Linked DNA regions of Mus musculus: regions 1, 3, 4 and 5 are each linked to region 2. A link is a contact called in public Micro-C and promoter capture Hi-C data. All regions are on one chromosome and are shown on one strand. The core of a region is the stretch at or near the end of the contact, and the rest is flanking DNA. Distances in the headings are between cores, read along the strand shown. Region 1 holds the start of Lrch1 (leucine-rich repeats and calponin homology (CH) domain containing 1). Region 2 holds the start of Fndc3a (fibronectin type III domain containing 3A). Region 3 holds the start of Fam160b2 (family with sequence similarity 160, member B2). Region 4 holds the start of Lrrc63 (leucine rich repeat containing 63). Region 5 holds the start of Esd (esterase D/formylglutathione hydrolase).

The links. Promoter capture Hi-C pulls out the DNA fragments that hold promoters and counts their contacts. A called contact is a pair of places that touch in the nucleus more often than the background predicts.
Region 1: a promoter capture Hi-C map of pre-B cells shows a contact between it and region 2, with 2.8 times the contacts expected there. The contact joins the promoter of Lrch1 here to the promoter of Fndc3a in region 2. A contact is called at or near these places in 2 of 39 promoter capture datasets (hippocampal neurons and pre-B cells) and 2 of 115 datasets of contacts at active chromatin or transcription factors (astrocytes and embryonic stem cells).
Region 3: a promoter capture Hi-C map of pre-B cells shows a contact between it and region 2, with 4 times the contacts expected there. The contact joins the promoter of Fam160b2 here to the promoter of Fndc3a in region 2. A contact is called at or near these places in 1 of 39 promoter capture datasets (pre-B cells), 1 of 484 Hi-C or Micro-C datasets (CD4 T cells) and 1 of 9 other capture datasets (liver).
Region 4: a promoter capture Hi-C map of liver shows a contact between it and region 2, with 2.1 times the contacts expected there. The contact joins the promoter of Lrrc63 here to the promoter of Fndc3a in region 2. A contact is called at or near these places in 2 of 39 promoter capture datasets (cranial neural crest and liver) and 1 of 9 other capture datasets (liver).
Region 5: a contact with region 2 is called in a Micro-C map of embryonic stem cells, with 9 times the contacts expected there. The contact joins the promoter of Esd here to the promoter of Fndc3a in region 2. A contact is called at or near these places in 1 of 39 promoter capture datasets (maxillary cranial neural crest) and 1 of 484 Hi-C or Micro-C datasets (embryonic stem cells).

The regions. Positions count from the first base shown.
Region 1 is chr14:74,946,505-74,949,204 of GRCm38.p6, reverse strand. It overlaps Lrch1 (leucine-rich repeats and calponin homology (CH) domain containing 1), which reads left to right and starts at 1,328. Exons shown (of 19, transcript NM_001252132.1): 1 at 1,328-1,821. The coding sequence starts at 1,545.
Region 2 is chr14:72,708,745-72,711,444 of GRCm38.p6, reverse strand. Fndc3a (fibronectin type III domain containing 3A) reads left to right here and starts at 1,442. Exons shown (of 26, transcript NM_207636.2): 1 at 1,442-1,727.
Region 3 is chr14:70,598,428-70,601,127 of GRCm38.p6, reverse strand. It overlaps Fam160b2 (family with sequence similarity 160, member B2), which reads left to right and starts at 1,293. Exons shown (of 17, transcript NM_194345.1): 1 at 1,293-1,386. The coding sequence starts at 1,342.
Region 4 is chr14:75,129,540-75,132,239 of GRCm38.p6, reverse strand. It overlaps Lrrc63 (leucine rich repeat containing 63), which reads left to right and starts at 1,357. Exons shown (of 10, transcript NM_027581.1): 1 at 1,357-1,469; 2 at 2,606-2,700. The coding sequence starts at 2,652. It also overlaps a transcript of Lcp1 not described here.
Region 5 is chr14:74,730,925-74,733,624 of GRCm38.p6, reverse strand. It overlaps Esd (esterase D/formylglutathione hydrolase), which reads right to left and starts at 1,328. Exons shown (of 9, transcript NM_016903.5): 1 at 1,237-1,328.

The sequences.
Region 1 (2,700 bases), core at 79-2,578, 2.2 Mb before region 2:
ATGAAATGAAAATGCTTCTACACCACAAAGGAAGCAACAGATCGAAGAGACCGCCTACAGAACAGGGTGAAAACAAAACTAAGCTTAAGGCACAGTTTATGAAATCATAGAGACTTGAAGGAAGTGGAGCCAGAGAGGAGGAAGGTGGTGGGGGGTGAGGGCGGCACACCACTAGGTGGCGCCTGTTTCTTCCGGAATAAGTAGGATTTGCTCTCAGCCTGGAATCTCAGGAATTAAGGGGTAGCCCTGTAGCGAAGTCCATGCAAGTGACATAGATCATGTCATACTTAGTGCTGAGCCCAAGAAGTCATTAGGTCCACGCGGCTGCCTAGACTATCACAGATCTGCATTACTGTAGTATGTATGATAAAGTTGTATCATGTCCATACTTCACTCCAGCCTCATTTCTCCAAGCCGAGTCACTCCATAGAGACTATCAAGCTTTGGGTCCCAGGCTGTTAAGGTGTGGGAAGGGAATGGAGGCTTTATCAGTCTTCCAGCTGGGTGGCTTTAGGTGACACAGGTCCTCTGGCTCTTCCATGGGGTGCAAGGCCTGGCTCAGGCGCCCACTGTAGGTCAACCCATGGCAGAAGATTTGTTTGCAATCAGACAGTTCAGTTCCCATGCCTCACATGAATAAGAAGGTGGCGCACCCGGAACATTTCATAGTACCTAGGCTTAGGTTTAAGATATGACCTTTGTGATCACTAGGTCTTTGGCGTTCTAACGCTTGGAGTAATAATTTGGGTATTTTATCATAAAAATTACCCTTTCTCAAAGCCCTTCCTCTATAGATTTGTCTATTTGCCCTGAAGTCTTTCTTGTTCCTGTGGTCTGTAGTGAAGGTGCAAAATTTTGGTGACTGTGGGCTGCGTGTTCGAATTCTGCAGGGGTGATCGCGGCTCGCTTTAACTTCCTCTCGCTGAAGGAAGCAATTTTTCCACTCACAGATTTCCTGGATTTAGTGAGAGATTTTGTATGGTAAGCACCTAAATGCCAGGGGGCGTCCGTGAGGGTAAACCCACAGTGGAAAAACTGCTTTTGGGGGCAACTCTGGATCAATCAACCAGAACCACTCTCCTCCCTGTGACCTTGTATTCCAAATCTTGTCTCCCGCCTCGCCTGGGTTTTCATAAACGGCTTAAAAAAAATCCCAGAAGACAAAAACGAAACCGACAAAATACCCTGGCCCGCAGATGTGTAAACTACAAGGGGTCGGGCTGGAGAGAAAGTCACCCAGAATGTGCATCCAGTTCCAGCCAGCTTCGGGGGTGGAGCGCCAACAAGCTGCGGAGGAGGAGCGGCGGGCGGGGGCGCGAGCACGAGCAGACACAGGCGCGCCACCGCTGCCGTCGCTGCCGCCGCCGCAGCCCTTGGCTCCCCCGGCTGGAAACCTTGGCGATCGAACTGCTGCCTCCACCTCTGCGCCGCTTGCCGCCCCTCCCGCAGTCCCGCGGCTTTCGAGGGAGCGCTGCGGGGACTCGGGACCGCCGGGGAAACCTGTGACCCCGCGCAGGAGCGGCGGGGCGGGGGACCGGGAGAAGATGGCGACGCCGGGAAGCGAACCCCAAGCTTTCGCGCCCGCTCTCTCGGTAACCGCCCTGCACCCGCATCTCCACCAGCACCACCAACACCACCAACACCACCAGCACCACGGAGGCACCGGCGGCACCGGCTTCAACCTGCCCTTGAACCGTGGTTTGGAGCGCGCGCTGGAGGAGGCGGCCAACTCTGGGGGCTTGAACCTGAGCGCCAGGAAGCTGAAGGAGTTTCCCAGGACTACGGCCCCGGGACATGACCTCTCGGACACGGTTCGGGCAGGTGAGACAAGGCCGGGGCTGGCCACGCGTGTGCGAGCCGGGCTGTCGCTCCTTCCCGCCGGGCCCGAATGTGTTACTAGATTGGCTCGGCAGGAGCGGGTTCTGCAACGAGCACGGTGGTTGTAGCGGGCACGGTGGTCCTCCTGGCCCCGGCGACCTGCGACCGTGGTGCAGGAGCGCAGGGATGCGCCTAGGAGCTGTTCCTGGCGCGCGGGAAGTGGGGGCATCTCGGGCGACCGCGAGCAAGTCCAGAACACGAACCAAGTCGTGGACCTCTACATGGAAGCATTCTGCGTCCTGGTGGGTGGGGAAGGCCAGACAAAGGTGGCCGGCCGTCGGCTAGCCCTGTCCTCTCCGCGTAGTGTCGGGGCCCCGGCCTCCGCGCCGCGCGACCGTGGCTTGCTGCAGCCAGAGAGGCGGTGCCAACCTTGGTTCTGCGCCTGTGCGAGCAGAGGCTGGTGTCTGGCTCTCCGCCCACACATTTTGGTTCCCTCCACCGGGGCTCCCCGGTTCTCACTAACCCCGGTCTTTGCGGGGGCCCTGGAGGGGAAGCGTGGCATAGTAAATGAAAAGTAATTAAAGTGAGCCTGTTTGCCAGTGTGAGCCCGGCAAGTTGTAACCCGCGCCACAGAGCAGCCTGCTTCTTCAAGTTGTGTCATGTGTTGACATATTTTGGAGATGTCTGCTTTCCCTTTAGTAGTCGGAGTTGTGGGAGTGGACCCATAAACAGGAAGGAGGGTGGTGGAAGAGGGTTGGGGCCTTGGGAATCCGTGCAGATCTGACTTAAGTTTCCGACCATATCCTGTTCTGTTCTTTGCGGGACGATTTGTACCCCAGCGAGCGCCTAGCGTTTCCCAGGGCAGTGGGTGCCCCACTTTTG
Region 2 (2,700 bases), core at 193-2,692:
GCAAAACAATGAGCAGTTATACTTCTGTTATTCCAAGCTCAGCTTTCCAGTAATTTTGTCTGGAAGAGGGCCAAAGCTGGAAGTTAAGAAAATGAAACATTTCTCTCAGGGAAAGGACTTTTGCCCCCTCTCCCCAACCCCCAAATATCTCAAGATGCAATTTGATAGAATCACTATCCTACTTGTTGACGGGAAGAAAAATAACCTCTCATTAGCTAGCTGTGGATACAAACATCGGATCAATCATTGCCTGCAGCCATAGCAAAAAGTAGGTGGAGAAGGAAGAAAGCGGGGCTTAAAAAACACCACCACAGGAAAATAGAAATGGTTAAAGTGGATGTACAGGCAGATGAACACAAGCCAAGTGAGGGGTCTTTAAGAAAAGTAAGAACACTGCAAATAAAACAGCACCAAGGTGGGGATTTTATACACTCGCGCACACCTCTGCAATCCCATGGGACTTTGGTACTGTCTGAGTATCTTATTTGATATTCAATGATCCACTAAGAATTTCATTATCCAGTTCTGTTTTGTTTTTTTCTTTTTTAAGAACGTAAGAAATTCGTACATCTTCGAGAGATTTCTGTCAAATGATTAAAAAAAAAAAAAAGATTGCCACCTTAAAACGCAGCGCAACCAATAAACTGAACTACAAGTCAGACGTGGAACCTGGTTTCATCAGTCACCAGTTTTGGCTGGACAGGGGGAGGACTCAGGTTCCCAAAGACGACCCTCTCCCTAAGGCTTCCGGTGAAACTGCAAAAGTAAGCAGTCCGGGCCGGCCCTCAGGCGCTACTGCAGCGTCCCCCCCACCGCCCCCCCATCGCTCGAGGCTTAAGGAAATTGTCGCCGCCTCCGCTTCGCTCTCCGCGGTGGCAGACGTCAAGGTAACGGGTTTCCACTAGATTCGGCTGGTCCGAGTCCAGAACCTTTAAGCTGTGCGTTTCTGAAAGACGTAAATCTGTTTCGTGGGTGCTAGAAAATGCCGGGGCTCTAACCGTCTGGGAGTGGGAAGGTCTGAGCCCACTTCGGGGCGCTTCCCCGTCCGGGGCTTGCCTCTAAAAGCACCTGCCGGCATCCTAAGTTCTGGGGCTTGCCGAGAGGGGCTGACACGGTTCGTCTCTGGGGGCGGTGGGTGGGGGGCGCTTTCTAAACTGCATTCGGAATGGCGTGTGGGGCCCCGGATACGTCAATCATCCGCACAGTTCCCGGGCTCTGGGAGAGCGGCACCGGAGCTCGCATGCCACACACACTTGCGGGCCCGGGAAGCCTCGGCTTGCGGGGCGGCGGGCGAGCGGGTTCGGGTGCGCGCGCTCGAGCTCGTGTGTGTGTGTGTGTGTGTGTGTGCGCGCGCGGGGGCTCCGGGTCCAGGCGGCCGGGGGCGCCGTCGGCGGGGCTCGCGCAGCCGCACTGGGCGCGCCGACTCCGGGCTCCTCCTCCCGGCTCCGTAGTAATCATGGCGGCGGCGGCATTCGCGGTCCCTCGGGTGAAACAGAAAGCGGGAGCTACGCGGAGAGGGAGCGAAGAGCGGGGCTGAGGCGGCGGCGCCGTCACTGCCGGGAAACACCCCTCCCCAACAACCCCCCTCCACAGCAGTCAGCGCAGCGGCGGCCGCGGGAGCCCCGGCCCACCGCCAAGCGAGTGAGAGGACGAGCCGGAGCCTCGCAGGAGAGACGCCCGGGGTGGGGGATCCGCCTTCCTTCGCTTCGGAGCGGCGGGATTCGGAGGTGAGAGCCGGCAGGGGGACGCCGGAGCCCGCGTCGGGGAAACCGTTAGGCTGGGGCTGCGGGCCGCGCCGCCGGAGGGCTGAGCCCGTCGGGGAGGGCGGGCGGACGGGCGACGCCCCCACGCGAGGCCGCGCCGTCCGCGGGGTGACGGACCCGGGACGCGGCGGGGACGTGCGCGACACCTGCCGGGGCTCGGCGACAGCGGAGCGCTGCCTGCGCACCTGAGGGTTAAATCCTCGAAAACACGCCCTTCGGGTCTGCGCCCGCCTGCCTGGCCGCCCGGGCGGCCGCCGCAGCCGGTGCCTGGCGGCTCCTCTTCCCCAGGTAAGGCAACCACCTGTTCGGTCGGTGGCGAGGAGGAAGGGAGGCTGCGGTGCTCGCCCAGCTCGGCAGCCTGCGTGGGTGAACTTTTGACACGACTCTGGGAAAGGGCGGCACGCGCTGGGTGAAGGAAAAGGAGCGAGTAATTTCGACGTCAGATCGCTAGCGCTTGCTGCTTTTACCGTGTGTGATAGGTAATTGTAGTTTTATTAAACTATCACCTTTCATAAAAAGCATTGGGGGGTATTCGTGTGTGTGTGTGTGTGTGTGTGTGTGTGAGAGAGAGAGAGAGAGAGAGAGAGAGAGAGAGAGAGAGAGGGAGGGAGAGAGAGAGAGAGATTGCTGAGGGTGCTAAGGATGGTGAGCTAGAGATTATTTATTTTAGTGAGACTGTAAGTTCCTTTGGGCACCTTCTCGGCTGTCCGTCTACTAACTGACAGTGGCAGGCGGACAAGGCTTTCCCTCTTTTTGTATTATAATCTTGAAGTGCTCACGGGTAGACTTTAAAAAACACCGAGCCACATAATGATGTTGCTGCATCCTATTGTGGTCTGTTTCAGTTCTTGAAACCCAAGTTTGTGCGTGTTGTAAGAAGCAAATAAGCATCGCCTCTCAGCCTCTTGGCTAAGATGAGTTGTAAGAATGAAAGAGC
Region 3 (2,700 bases), core at 44-2,543, 2.1 Mb after region 2:
GTGACATCAAGTGCAATTTACATGTTTTTTTGTTTTTTTGTTTTTTGTTTTTGTTTTTTCGAGACAGGGTTTCTCTGTATAGCCCTGGCTGTCCTGGAACTCACTTTGTAGACCAGGCTGGCCTTGAACTCAGAAATCCGCCTGCCTCTGCCTCCCGGGTGCTGGGATTAAAGGCGTGTGCCACCATGCCCGGCCCAACTCTTGTTTTTAATGTCTCACTATGTTTCTAAGACTGGCCTGGAATTTATAGTGCAGCCCAGGTATGGTAACACAAGCCTATAATCTCCAGCCTTGGAACAAAAATAATGGTGAGTTTTAGGATATCCTGGATATTTAAGATAGATGTAAGTAATTTAATCATTTATAATTTATGTAAATACCTATATACATTTACATAATTTTTATATAATTTATGTATTATTTATCCATCTATCTATTTACTTATCTGATACTGAGGATTGAACCAAGAGCCTCATGCAGCCCTTGTTTTTTATTGTTTGCTTTGGTTTTTGTTTTAAACAGTTCGTGTCTTCAACCTCTCTCTCTCTCTCTCTCTCTCAGTGGTGTGTGTGTGTATGTGTGTGTGGTGTCAGTGTGTTGTAATTGTGTGAGTGGTATGTGTGTGTGTATGTATGCATGTATCTTTGTGTTCGGAGTGTGTGTGTCAGTGTGTGTGTGTGTGTATGTGTTTGGTACGGGATCTCACTACCTCCTTGAATTGTTGATACTACTGAGTGCTGGGATTGATTGCAGGTGTACCCCAATTGCTTTCTTTCCCTCCAGAGCGGGGGACATGAGACAGATTTTGCTGGGACTCTTCGGATCAATTCCTAATCAAACAGCAAACCTTAGAGGACATCTTTTCCAATAACGACCTTTTTTTTTTTTTTTATAAAAGTACTGAACAACAGGGTGAAATTAATATTAGCCATAACCTATTCCAATATTCCTAATCCATTACATTTAAACATGTCGTCAATTCTTCCCACTATGTCTTTGCCTTCTGGAGTGTCCTTGACACAGCTTGTCAGGGCCAGGTCATTTTAAACACTCCAGAGCCGTGTGTGTCCAGGGCTACTGTGTTGGTAGGATTGTGAGGGTGCACGAGGAATTAGAAGTCTCTGGGTGTTACTCAAAGGAATCTTAGGTCATCAGCTCCCAGGGTGCTCCCCACCGCCCTCCATCAGGACCTGCCCAGCCCTGGGCTTAGAGCGCCCCCGAGCCCTCCGGCAGGGGCGGGGTTTCAGAGCCGGGTCCCGCCTCCCGCCCGTTGGGCCGCCTCCTCCGCCACCGCTGCGCCGCCACCGGGAGCCGGGCCGCGAGCCGGGCCGGGCCGCCATCATGCTGAGCCGGCTCGGGGCACTGCTGCAGGAGGCCGTGGGGGCGGTGAGGCCGGGCCCTGGTCGGACCGGAGGGGCGGGCGCGGGCAGGGGGGCGGGCGGGTGAGGTGCGGGCCCCTTGGGCAGGGCCCCTCCCCTGGCCCCGACGCCGCTTCCGGGCTTCGTCTTCGGGTACAGTCCCGCGTCGCGGCCGCCAGGAGCGCCTAGCTCCGGGGTTCTCTCCAGACCGACCGGCTCCCTCGATCTTGCGCCTCGCTCTTCTGATCCTAAGCCCGACTCTCGTGATCCTGAGCCATGCTCCCTTGATCCTGAGTCCCGATCCCTCGATCCGGCCTCCGCACTGCTTCCTGTTGTGCTTCCTGTGTCCCACTCCCTGACCTGCGACTCGGTCCCCCGAGCCTGCGCTCCGCTCGGCTTCTTTAACGTTCCCTGTGCCTCGAGAGCTTCCGCTAGCTTTGTAACTCTTCTCTCCCCAAAGGTTCCCTTGTCACCAGCCCTTTCTCCCAGATCTGCCCCCACGCCTCCTCCTCCGCCCGGCAGCCTTCCTTTCTCGTTCCTGACGTTCCTCCATTCCTCCTCACCTGGGATTGACAACAGCCTTCCCCTTCCTCTCTTAGCTGCCAGACAACTACTGGGAGCAGGGGTTCCCGCACTGAGTTCCCTCTTAGCATGGGAGTTGCAGCCCTGAGTGACATAAGTCCCAGGAAGAAGGTGATAGAGACCTTTGCAGGGGTGGGTGGTCGCGAGAACCCGGAAGTAGCCCTCTGCAGGCTTATCTCAAGCCACTGAGCCAGCTGACCTTGAGTTAGGGACTTCAGCCTGCCGGAGGGGCTTTGAATGGAAGAGTTGTTTCCATGCAAAGCTAGCTTGCTTGCGCTCTCTCTTTTACCTTCTCTCTCTCCTCTCTCTCCTCTCTCTCTCTCTCTCTCTCTCTCTCTCTCTCAGTTTGTGTTTAGGCCCCTTTTTTCTGGAAGTGCATGTCCCTGGTCACTTCATTCAGCAGCCTTGCAAGAAGCTATTTGAAAAGTTAATTATTTTTTTCTCATTGTATAAGAACACTGTCTAATTGATGGGTTTAGTCTATCAAATTGTGTCCTGAGAAACAATCTTAGGTCTGACGCCCCCCCCCCCCCCCCAGTCAGAACCTTCATTGTTTTTGGTGTTTGGTGTTTGTTTGTTTGAGACAGGTTGTCTCTATGTAGCCCTGTATTCTTTAACTCCCTCTGTAGACCAGGCTGGCCTCGAACTCAGAGATCCACCCGCCTCTGCCTCCCGAGTGCTGGGATGAAATCACCATGCTAGGCTGCTATTGTTCATATCAATTGGCTCAGCCTTAGGAGAACTGGTTAAAGGAGAGGGA
Region 4 (2,700 bases), core at 108-2,607, 2.4 Mb before region 2:
AAGCTAAGCATACATTTGAAACACATCTGTCATTGAAACTGAATTCCAGTAGGTCTCAGCTTTTAAGAATAGACTGCCCACACCTTTATCCTTAAGAATAGAAACATTTCTGCTGTTTACAAAATAATGAACAATATACATTACTTGAGACAAACGTGGCCACCAGATTTGCCTTTCTGTCTGCTTCCTGTCTTTCAGGGAAACCAAGCAATGTAAAACAAACACAGACGAAAGTGAAATAAAATCCCTGGTTTGGAAAGGGTACCTAGTAAACAACAAAGTAATCTACATAACAAAACCACCAACCAACACACCACAGGACAACAGTTGTACAGCATTACCCAGATTCATCTTTAATTATTTTCCCATTGGTTCAAAATATATGCTTGCTCTTAGGAGAAAAAGGAAGACTTGGTTAGTAAACGAATCTAGAAGTCTCTGATTTCCCAAGGTGCTATTGAAATTCCCACACCCTTATTTAAGAAGAGAAACACTTAAGGGAGGTGACTGGAAGGAAGTGCCCCTTACTTGAATTCTCAGTTGGATTTTCCCGTCTCTGTAATAGGTTCTTTCCAGTTTTCGTTCTCAAATCTCCAGAGAAGCAAGCACATACAGGCAAACAAGCGCGGTATATCTACCACTGAACATGGAGACAGCACCAACACCGGTAATCACAGCCAACCACCGTGACAGTGAGACCTGGGTGTCCTTTTAAAGAGCTTTGGAACCACTCACTGCCTTACAGCTCTCGGTTCCCACACAGTTCCACTTCCACCAAGAACTTTAAAAACAGAAAGACAAACCAGGTTGCACCCAAGAGACAAGAAGGAAAACAGAACGTGCGATTTGGAGACAAGGGTTTTACTGCAAAATGAGTAACGGTGGCCAGCTGCCCAAAAGTGTAGCCGTATTAGAAAATGCCAACCCAGTCTCCAGACACCGGTGTCAAGTCATGGAGAAAAGTAAGTAAATAATAGTGGCCACTGTTTTAAGAGTAAGAATAGTAATAACGATTGTCACCACAGCCTTCCGTACAGCTACACGTGGAGCCACTCCTCCCGGCTCCACCACTTCAGCCTCCGGGCATCCTGCGCTGCCCGCAGCAGAATTAGGGGCCACTGGCCTAAGGTGGCGAAATCAGTGGGTGGATCGAGTGGGCGGGGCAGATGGGCGGGGCTCAATGCCCCGCCCCTAGTTCCCGACGTGCCCAACCCTCGTGCGCCTGCGCTTCTTACCGGGCTAGCTGGGGGGGGGGGGTGTGCGGGTGCGGGGGGGTGGGGAAGTGTTGGGGGGCGGGGACTAGTTGGTGGTCCTTACTATGAGCGTAATTCGGCTGTAGCAGGGCTTGGGGATGCTGCTAAAGGAGCTGCGTCCAGCACAAACATGGAATTAGACCTAACTGGAGACCTCGCTAGACAGTCACTGGCAGCCAGGACTCAGGGATAAAGGAGATGGACGTGGGAAATCTGGTCTGTGTGCTTGAAGGCAGGGTCCGTAGGAGCTGGACACTTGGGGACTGGGGGGTGGTGATGGGGTCTCCCCACCAACTAGAAAAGGAAACTTGTGGCGGGCGGGCACGCGCTACCAGCCGACAAATCAGGAGCGAGCGCTGGCCTGCAGTTACCTTTCGCGGGTAAACCGCTCTTCTGCACCGCACCAGGGTTCCCTGCCTGCCGGGCATTCCGCGGAGCTGCACTGTGCCAGGCACTTTTGAGGTTGCCCTGAAAACAAAGACTTATTTTGGGCGGTGGGGCGTGGGGGGGGGGGCGGAGGACAGCTGGTGTCCTTATTTCCCTATTCTCTGGGATTCCCCGCCATCCTGGAACATCTCATTGTATTAAAAAGCCTGTCTTATTTTGGAGTTGCATAATTATGGACAAATTAAGTCAGCTGAGAGTTAAAACAAGCCATCGCCATACAAGAAAACCGTTTGTGTATGGTTAGATACTGTGGGATTTCAGAGGCCTTTACCTTCTTTTTTTTTTTTTTTTCCAAAATCCCTTCTAAGTCTATACTGATAATATTTGGGAGGTAGTGAATGAAATGCCAATGCCTATATTGCAGGGAGAGAGGTCACCATTTACTGACTGAAAATAGCGTTGGCTGGTTGAATTTCATACTCACACGGGAAATGTTAGCAAGGTCTAGATTAATAATAGAATATGTTTTATCTATATTAATTATTAATCTAAATTTTTAAAAGAAACCACCCTTCCCCGTGTAGCCCAGGCTGACCCTCCTGTCTCAGGCTTTCAAGTGTTGGGCTTACAAATGTATTTCCCAACTTCTAATTTTAAGCAAATTGGAAAGCAGGGGGATTTGGCTCAGTGATATGGCCTTGCATGAGACCAGAGTTTCAATATCCAGTACAGAAAGAAAACGTTAAACTTTTTGAATGCCTCTCTGTCTTTCTTAAGCTCCATGCTTAAGCCTGTATTAAAAATATGCCATTTTAAAAGTACTTCAAAAATAAATTTTAAATGATTTTTTTTACTCTTTCCCCCCCCCCCCTCCTTACAATGCTAGCCTGCTTAAACTCAGTATCATAGCAACTCAGAATGGTTTCCGTAAGGATATTTTCTAAGTGATAACCACTTCTTTTCAGTAACGATTCGTTCTCAGGAAGTTCAGTTCTCACTTAACCAGCAGCTATGAAAAAGAGCATTTATCGCTCACTCAAAACCCAGCAGCATCCACTAC
Region 5 (2,700 bases), core at 79-2,578, 2.0 Mb before region 2:
TACAGTTGCCTCCAGACTTAGTCAGGGCTTAGTCACAGACCTTTGACAATGGCAACACACTTTTGCTGCTTCACAATGAATAAGCATATTCTGCTGCTTTGGGGAAGGCATAAATTCACAGTCCTGACCACCATTTCTTTACTCAAAGCCTGTCCTGCCTCCCCCCCCCTCTATTTCATTCTTAGTTCCCAACTCCCCCACCCCACGCCCCTTTCCCAGTTCTTGTCACATATTTTCCCCCTAACTCATAGTCCCTAAATTTCAAACACATCTTCTGGGCTGAAAAATCTAAATCTGTCTTTTCATATTCAAATTTTAAGCATTAGTGCCAAACTGCTATGCATTTATTTCGCATCGCTATAGCAAAACCCAACACATTTAAAATTAAACTTAGATCCTTGCCTGTACAGCCTATCTTATATCTGAAATGTCTCAAAAGTTGAACTTTAAAAGTTTCGTTGCACGCGCCCTAAATCCCTGGAGAACCAGGCGTTCGAGAACAGCCTGGTATACAAAGTGAGTTCCAGGACAGTCAGAACTACAATGTCTCAAAAACAAAATAAAACAAAATCTCAGTATCATCATAGCAATTATATATAGCTAAGAGCTAATTAAAACCTTAGTCTACTTTCTTACTAGTATGTCCCACTACAAACAATACTGTTATAGAAGCCTGGGGTTTCATTCCTTTAACTTTTCAAAGAATGCCTATAGATTGCTGACCATTAGGCCTAATATGGCCTACATAAAAAATGGTGAATTTTATTAATTTTAAATAACATAAGTGCCATCTTTCTGACGACTCAACCACAAATCACCTATGGACGGCCGCCTACACCTGAATTTTTACCACTGGGCACGGCCTCGAGCGCGCTGCCCAAGACACCTCAGGGCCCTAGTGGCGTCGCCTGCAGCCCAGGCTGGGATCCCGGAGGGAAAGCGTTCCCCGGGCTCCGCGCGGGAATGCTCGGCGAAATGCCGTCCCGGCGGGCACTCCACCAACCCGAGCATCCCAGCGAGCCTGGCGCCCCAGGTCACACATTGTTTCCAGCTCCCCGAAGTTAAAGCGATTAGCAGGCCCTGCGGGACGAGGCCTGCCTTACCGCGGCGGGAAGGGTGCAGAGATCGTCACCATTCCCCGCTGCTATCACCACCGCAGGTCTAGGCGTCCGCGCACAGCCGCCCGAAAACCAGGTAGTAGAGAATGCTTGGGACTCACGACCCATTCCATCTTACCTCGGTGAGGGGCAGCTTCTAACTCGCCAGGGAAGAAGGTTGGGGCTTCCGCCCCGAGCACTGCCTCTGGCTCCGCCCACACCATATGTCCCGCCCCGGCCTCCGGGGCGGGTCCCACGTAGAGGCTCCTCCCTTTGGGCCCGTCCCCTCCTTTGGCCGCTTACTCTGGTCCCCTCTCACGGCCCCGCCCTCAAGTCCCTCCCTTTCTCTGCCCCTCTCCTCCCCAGCCCTCCCTCCTGAGCTGCTCCCATTCTGAGACACCGCCCCCAGGGCGCGCACTCTCCTAGCAGACCTGCCCTATGGATACACCCCAAGGGAGACTAGGAGTTCCCGGACCCCGACCCTCCCCTACAAGGCCATTCCCAAGAGACTTTTCGCCGGGTTCCTGTTTCCGCGGTGTGTCAGGATGAGCCAAAAGTGTGTCTGTCATGACACTGGACCTCTAGACCTCTGTAACTTGCTTCAGATGCTCCCAGAAGGCAACAAGAGAATGAGGCTCTAGTACACCAGCTGGCCTCTCCCAGTTAACTTGTGGAAAGGGCTTGTGTGGAACTCTGCAGTTGTTTGGAAACCTGAGCAGAAATTTCACATTTCCACCCTCATTCCACATCTACTCTGCACCTGCTTGATTTGGAGCTTCTAGGAGGAGGACACATTCATTAACTCTTTTCAATGTCCATTTTTTTCTCCCCTCTTCCCTCAATAAAAGTTGAACTGTGTCAGGGTTTCTGGTTAATCATTTACAGCAGTTCTCAACTTCATCCAATTTAACCAGCAAGTGTACTTTGTTCAGAAAATTAAATATTACAAGCAGTTTTTAAAACCAGTATTTAGGCTGCTAGGTTGTGGATACTATGTATAACCTGTAAGATTGTCTGGTTTAATAATCACGCAGCCTGTGCATTTGCAACAAACTGTCAGAAGGACCCAGTGCCTGCTCTGTGTGTATAGGCTCTCCATCTTAGTTTTGCTGGGGGACTTGCAAGTTATGTGGCTAGTCAGGCTAAAAAACAAGTAGGTGAGCTGAGCTCAGTGGAATATAACCTGTGTGGATGAGCTGCCACGCAGAACGTTGCTTTTCTGTGTCATGTGGCAGGCATTTGTGTACCTGTTTAATGGTTAACCAAAGAATGTTATTTTGAGAAAGCATTAAGGTAAATTCTTAAAATTATTATTATTAACAGAGTCTTAAATGTAATTCTGGCTAGCCTGGAACTTACTACGTAGACCGGCTGGTCTTGAACTCAGAAATCCCCCTACCTTTGTCTCCCGAATGCTGGGATTAAAGGTATACTCTATCACTCCCAAGCTAACTACTTTTAAATGTAATTTATTGGAAAGGTAATTTTTTTTCAAACTGAGTTTCACAACTGAAGTTATGAAAGATTACCCAAGTCTGCAAATTCTTTCTAATTGTTAAATGCTTGAACAAAGTTTAAAGGGTGTTCAATTAGTATCTTGATC